2 separate regions of the Ovis aries genome follow, and region 2 is linked to region 1. A link is a contact called in public Hi-C data. All regions are on one chromosome and are shown on one strand. Each heading gives the region's core, a stretch centred on a gene start, on an enhancer-like site or on the middle of the called end of the contact. The rest is flanking DNA. Distances are from core to core; before and after follow the strand shown.

Region 1 (2,972 bases), core at 447-2,946:
CCGGCACCTTCAACCCTGGTTTTAAACCTCTGTGTTCTCTGCAGCAAGCTAACTTTACTAGGGCTTGTACATGGATCAGAACCGGCGCAATGATCAGAAAGCCTTGTGGGCTCAGGAGAGAAATACCCTAATGGGGTGGGTTTGGCACTGACAACTGCTTTCACAGCTTGCCCCAAGATGTAAGACCCAGAAGACTCAGAACTTGTACGTGAATGTGGGCAAATGAGCTAGCCTGGCTCCTTCTGTTCTATCTCTTGGCTAAAAGGAAGACCTCTGCCCCTGGGTCTCTATACTATGGAGCCAGTCTCATTGATCAGGGAGCTCTCACAGGTACTGGGATTTTTTTTTCTCTCATGTTGTCTTTTGACCTGAAACTTAGCCTTTGGGCCACTAAAGGACTAAGTGGCCCAAAGGGCTCAGCTACTTTTGCCATTAACTGGAAAACAAGTTCAAGATCAAAAAGTGTGCCATGCATAGTGTCTGAACCAGCGTCCAGGTTAAGGCCTGATGTTTCCAGGGAAAGTCACGCTTCCATTATCCTAGGGAAACAGGTGCATCCTTGCATTGGCCAGAGGGAACCCAGATCTTATGAGATACTTAAAGAAGCGGATGTCTGGGCTGAAGGTAGCTGCTGGTAGGATGGCCTTACAACGCTCACTCGCTTGGGAGACTGCCCACAGCTCAGGAGAAGTGTCCCGTCTGCAGGTGCCGAGGAACACTTACCTTTCAAACGTGTATTCGCTTTCGGCCCTGAAGTAGTACACGTGGGACTTGAAATGCAGCTTGAACACGTAATCTTTGTGGATGTCCTCGGACTCTGAGGGGATGGTGAGCGAGTAGCCAAGCAGAGGCAGGCTGGCAAGGGGGTGATTGTCCTGGAAAGAGGGTAGGGGGTGTTTTGGAGAGGCGGCCGCAGGCGTGGAGCCTGCCTGCAGCCTCTCGCCCTATCATGGTCAGTTTTAGCTGAGAGGTCCTGGCCTGGATGGGTTAGCTGGACACCAGCGTGTCAGCAACCTGTTAAAGCCATCTCCCCCCTCCCTGGTCCAACCGGCAGACAGATGGCCCTTTTCAAGGTGGAAGCCTCCACTTGGACCTGAGGGGTCTCTGATGGCTGTGCCCTTGCATGGCCTGGCTGGGCGGCTCAAGTTCATCCTTCCAGAGGAAAGCTGCCTGTCCCCCAAGATCAGAGGGTGCTGGGGGAGGGTCCTTCAGCATCCACCTACCTGGTGCGATTTGTAGAAGAAGAGGCAGAAGTTCGTGAAGACCACCCACAGCTTCTGCCACCCGTTGCTGTTTTTGAATTTCCTCAGCAGGTTCCCAGACAGCTGATTCTGCAAGACAGGGAGGCCTGGAAGGAGTACAGGTGGGGGCGCCCCCACGGACAGGCTTCCCAAGGATGACTTACCAAAATGACCTTTCTCCCTGGTAGGGGGCGAAACCCTTGGGAGAGTGACTTGAACCTGGTTTACTTTCCTGTCTGGTTGAATGATGTCCTCCAGTAATATCTTGAAGTCCTAACTCCCCCCTCCAGTACCTCCCAATGGGACCATACAGGGAAATAGGGTCATCAGATGTAGAATGAGGAGGATACAGGCCTGTATCCACTATGGCTGACGTCCTCATGAGGAGAGGACGTGCCTACGTGGACCCAGACTGACTCAAGCGATGTGTCTACACCCCCCAACACACCAAGGCTGGCCTTCAACCCCAGAAGCCGGGGAGGCGAGGAAGCTTCCTGCCTCACGGGCTTCAGAGGGAGCCTGTGCCCCTAGCCACAGTGAGTCTGGATTTCTGACCTCCAGGACAACCTGTTGGCGGTGTTTGTTACAGCATCTCTGAGAAAGGACCCCTCCCTGTCCATTCTAAGCTCTGGGGAGCCCCACGCCAGCCAGCGGCTCCTGACCGCCACCTGGTGGCTGTGGCTGGAACGTAGCTTTCAACGCAGTGCCTTCTGAGGCCGTCCTCCGCCCTGCACAGACAGCACTGGTGGGATCAGGCATTCCTGAACTCACATCACTGTGCACTCCCAGCCGAGTCCTCCCTCCAGAGCCCCCGTGTCACCTCTCGGAGGACCCTAAGAAGGCGCCTCCACGACTCTGATAAGCCAGCAGCTCCTTGCCAGGAAGACTCAACGAAAAGAAGTGGACGGTGACGATCGCATAGCCTTGTCATCGCCACCACTAAATCGTTCACTTCAAAATGGTGAAATAGGCAAACTCACCACAATAAAAAATATATATATACAATTATACCTGTCTACTGTACTCTCTCCCTTTGGGACTTTTCTGTATTTACTCAAACAGGCACTTTTAATTAACGCCCCTAAGAAAGGAGTTTAAATTGACGACAGGTTGCCCGCGGTCTGATGGGCAAACGGAGTGGTCGGCTGAGGGAAGGAAGGAGGCAGAGCTGTTGCCCATGGCCAGGGGCACTGCGGACAGTGTGCCATCACCCCTTCCGGCTGCCACTCGCCCACTGGCGGGAGTTTCAGCAGGTGAGCGTGGCAACCAAGCGGTGCTTTGATGCTTCTGCAACAGTGTTAAGGTTCCACACACGTCTCACTGTGGAGGAAGGAGATTAGCACATTTTTCTTTCCTTATGCTGCTTATTTTTTTATACTGAATCCAATAACTTCCTCCAGACAGAGTCCAAAAAATCCTTTCTCTTGGCTGCAGTTGTCTTTGGAACTGCCACCTTAAAACCACTGGCCTGGGGCTCACTTCCATGGGCTGCAGCCCTCAGCAGATTTTTCCTCCAAGGATCACAGAGCAAGTATTTGGATCTCTATAGTAACCATTCAAAAATGGAAAACCCCCATTCTTCACTGACAGGCTAGAACCAGGCAGGAGGTGGGCAGGATCTGGGCTGTGGTCACCACGTGCTGACCGGCTCTGCCACTCAGCCGACCCTGCACACACGGGGTTGCACAAGGCTGACTGTCACCCAGAGGGCTGTGTCTGGGCGGCGTCCTG
Region 2 (2,856 bases), core at 335-2,834, 170 kb before region 1:
TGAATTCCTGTTGTCGAAGCTACAGTCTGTGGCATTTTAAGGCAGCACTAATACAGGGGCCAACTGTCCCTGTCTGTCAGGGACTGGGGGTGGAGGTGTTCTGGGACATTCTTGGGCAAACTGGGACAGGGTGGTCAGCCTAATTTAGGAGACAATGCGTATAAAGTGTACCGTGCATGGCAAGTAGTAAGTGGGCTATAAATACAATTATTATTTCATCCCTTCAACTATCTAAGTCAGCACCTACACGGTGCTCAATGCAGTTTAACATACTAGGGGCACAAAATAGATAAAGCATGCTGTCGTGGAGGTGGCAAGCATTTACTGAGTCCCCAGACCAGATCGTCAAAGTCTAGCTGGATGGGTTGGTGCAGGGATCTATCAGAATGGGACTACAAAGGTCGAGCTGTCCTGAGCTCTGGGGAGGTGGCCCTCAGACACTTCTCTCTGCTGTCCCCCAGCAGAAGCCACCAATTGAGGCTATCATTTCGGTTGCTTCCTGTTTCTAAAAAACAGAAGCCGGAGAAGCTGGGTAGCACTGGGGTCCTGGTTAAATGACCACAGGTATTTTACCAAATGGCCCTGGGCAAGCCCAGCCCAGATTCTTCCTTTTGACTAAGCAGAAAAGAAAAAAGTGAATTGAAAGTAGCTCAGCCGTGTCTGACTCTTTGTGATTGTCTAGCCCACGGGCTTCTCTACTCCAGAACACTAGAGTGGGTCCTTTCCCTTCTCCAGGGGATCGTCCCAGCGCAGGGATCAAACCCAGGTCTTCCGCATTGCAGGTGGATTTTTCAGCAGCTGAGCCACAAGGGAAGCCCAAGAATACTGGAGTGGGTAGCCAACAAAGGTCCATCTAGTCAAGGCTATGGTTTTCCCAGTGTTCATGTATGGATGTGAGAGTTGGACCATAAAGAAAGCTGAGTGCTGAAGAATTGACACTTTTGAACTGTGGTGCTGGAGAAGGCTTTTGAGAGTCCAAGCCTTGGACTGCAAGGAGATCCAACCAGTCCATCTTAAAGGAGATCAGTCCTGAATACTCATTGGAAGGACTGATGCTGAAGCTGAAACTCCAATACTTTGGCCACCTGATGTGAAGAGCTGATTCATTGGAAAAGACCCTGATGCTGGGAAAGATTAAGGGCAGGAGGAGAAGGGGGCAACAGAGGATGAGATGGTTGGATGGCATCACTGACTGAATGCACATGAGTTTGGGTAAACTCTGGGAGTTGGTGATGGACAGAGAGGCCTGGGGTGCTGCAGTCCGTGGGGTAGCAAAGAACCAGTCACGACTGAGCGACTGAACTGGAGCCTATCCCTTCGCCAGCGGATCTTCCCGACCCAGGAATCGAACCGAGGTCTCCTGCATTCCAGGCGGATTCTTTACCAACTGAGCTATCAGGGAAGGCAGGCCATCACAAACTGCTCTCCTGAAAGTTCCCCAGTTTGGCCACAAGATGGCAGAAGAGAGAACACCCTTGGAAAAACTTGGGACAACGTGCCAGCAAAAGGCTTTTGTAAATGTCGGGAATACCTTATTAGGAATGTTTCATGAATGCACATACGAAGGTCTCATCATACACTATGTATTTTTTTTCTAAACGGTTCATTCTTGGGACTGGCATGAATAGACTCTGTTCTCTCTGGAACTCGGGTACAGATTCCAGCAGGGGTCGCTGTTCCCCGATTTGGCACCAGGCAGCATCTGGAAGCCGCTGGCTTTGTGTAATTGGGAAAAAAACTCACATTTATCAAGCGCAGCAGTTTGCGTTATTTAACTTACATCCTCATCCACTCATTTATATATGTACGGTACATATTTATTAAGCTTCTCCCACTTTCCAGACACTGATATAGGCCAGATAAACTAATAAATGTAGTGTCAGGTGTTGATAAAGTGCTATGAAGAAAAAATAAACTGAGTGAGGGGTGAAGCCCGATATTTAGAAGGAGCAGCCCAGGAGGGCCTGTCTGAAATGGTGACATCTGAGCAGAGACCTGCATGGAGTAAGGGAGCAAGACAGGGACAGAACATTCCGGAGGATCCTGACAAGAGCAGGTGCTTGAGATGGGAATAGGGTTCCTGGGTCTAAAAACAGCCAAGAGGTGCCCACATCCAGAGTGTGGTGAGCAGGGAACGAGGGCAGGGCGACCAGACTGGTCGTGCAGGGCCTTTGGGGGCCGTGATAAGACCTGAGGTTCTTTCCTGTGTGTATCGGGAAGCTGTCAATGGCTTTCAACCTGAGCTCCTCCTTAGCATCATCTGAGGAGCCCCAGTGCCTGTGCCTCCCTAGACCCAGATTCAGCATTCTGGGGTTGTAGCCTGGGCATCTGGGTTTTTTCCTAAACACAACAGGGAGTATCAGTAACAGAGGCTGACACACAGCTTTCGCTATCATGGAAGAGCACAATAGAAGCTGTCAAACGCGGTGGAAACTCTGCTTCTGTGTGCCCTTCAGGAACAACTTTGGAGCTAGTGAGTGTATGGAAGCGTGGTGTGGGTCACTGAAGACAACTACTCAAAACTATGAACTTTAGGCTGGAACTCCTGTCTCCCATCAATACTAGCGAATCTTTCCTGGGGAAAATGCAACTTCTAAAGCACCGTGAGTCACTCGAAGGTGTGTGAAGACCAGTGCAGAAAGCAGGATGGTTCAGCTGAAACACGGGCACGTGTCCGTTTCTGTAAATATGTCAGGTGTGTTTAGACGTAAACTCTCCAAGGCATGGTTCCGATTTCCCCGGTGCTGTTGTTAGAACAGATTATCAGGTCGGTATGTTATTTAGTAGTGATTGAGTGCGTGTGAAGCCTTTTGACTGGTCTTTGAAATTTCTATCCTGTTGCAATTTTAAAAAATT

What was found. Hi-C and Micro-C count contacts between places; a contact is called where the count stands out from the background.
Region 2: a contact with region 1 is called in a Hi-C map of muscle, with 10 times the contacts expected there. The contact joins two enhancer-like sites. A contact is called at or near these places in 13 of 16 Hi-C or Micro-C datasets (blood, hypothalamus, mesenteric adipose tissue and 6 more).

The regions. Positions count from the first base shown.
Region 1 is chr10:74,790,450-74,793,421 of ARS-UI_Ramb_v3.0, reverse strand. It overlaps FARP1 (FERM, ARH/RhoGEF and pleckstrin domain protein 1), which reads right to left. Exons shown (of 27, transcript XM_042255017.2): 25 at 1,224-1,331; 26 at 724-875. Among named protein-coding and RNA genes, the nearest start is that of TRNAC-ACA, 28 kb to the left of the region's middle. Within about 2 kb of position 1,696, at least 4 of the 54 cell types and tissues checked have an H3K27ac peak or open chromatin away from gene starts, as enhancers often do.
Region 2 is chr10:74,957,784-74,960,639 of ARS-UI_Ramb_v3.0, reverse strand. No RefSeq gene overlaps it. Among named protein-coding and RNA genes, the nearest start is that of TRNAC-ACA, 2.7 kb to the right of the region's middle. Within about 2 kb of position 1,584, at least 5 of the 54 cell types and tissues checked have an H3K27ac peak or open chromatin away from gene starts, as enhancers often do.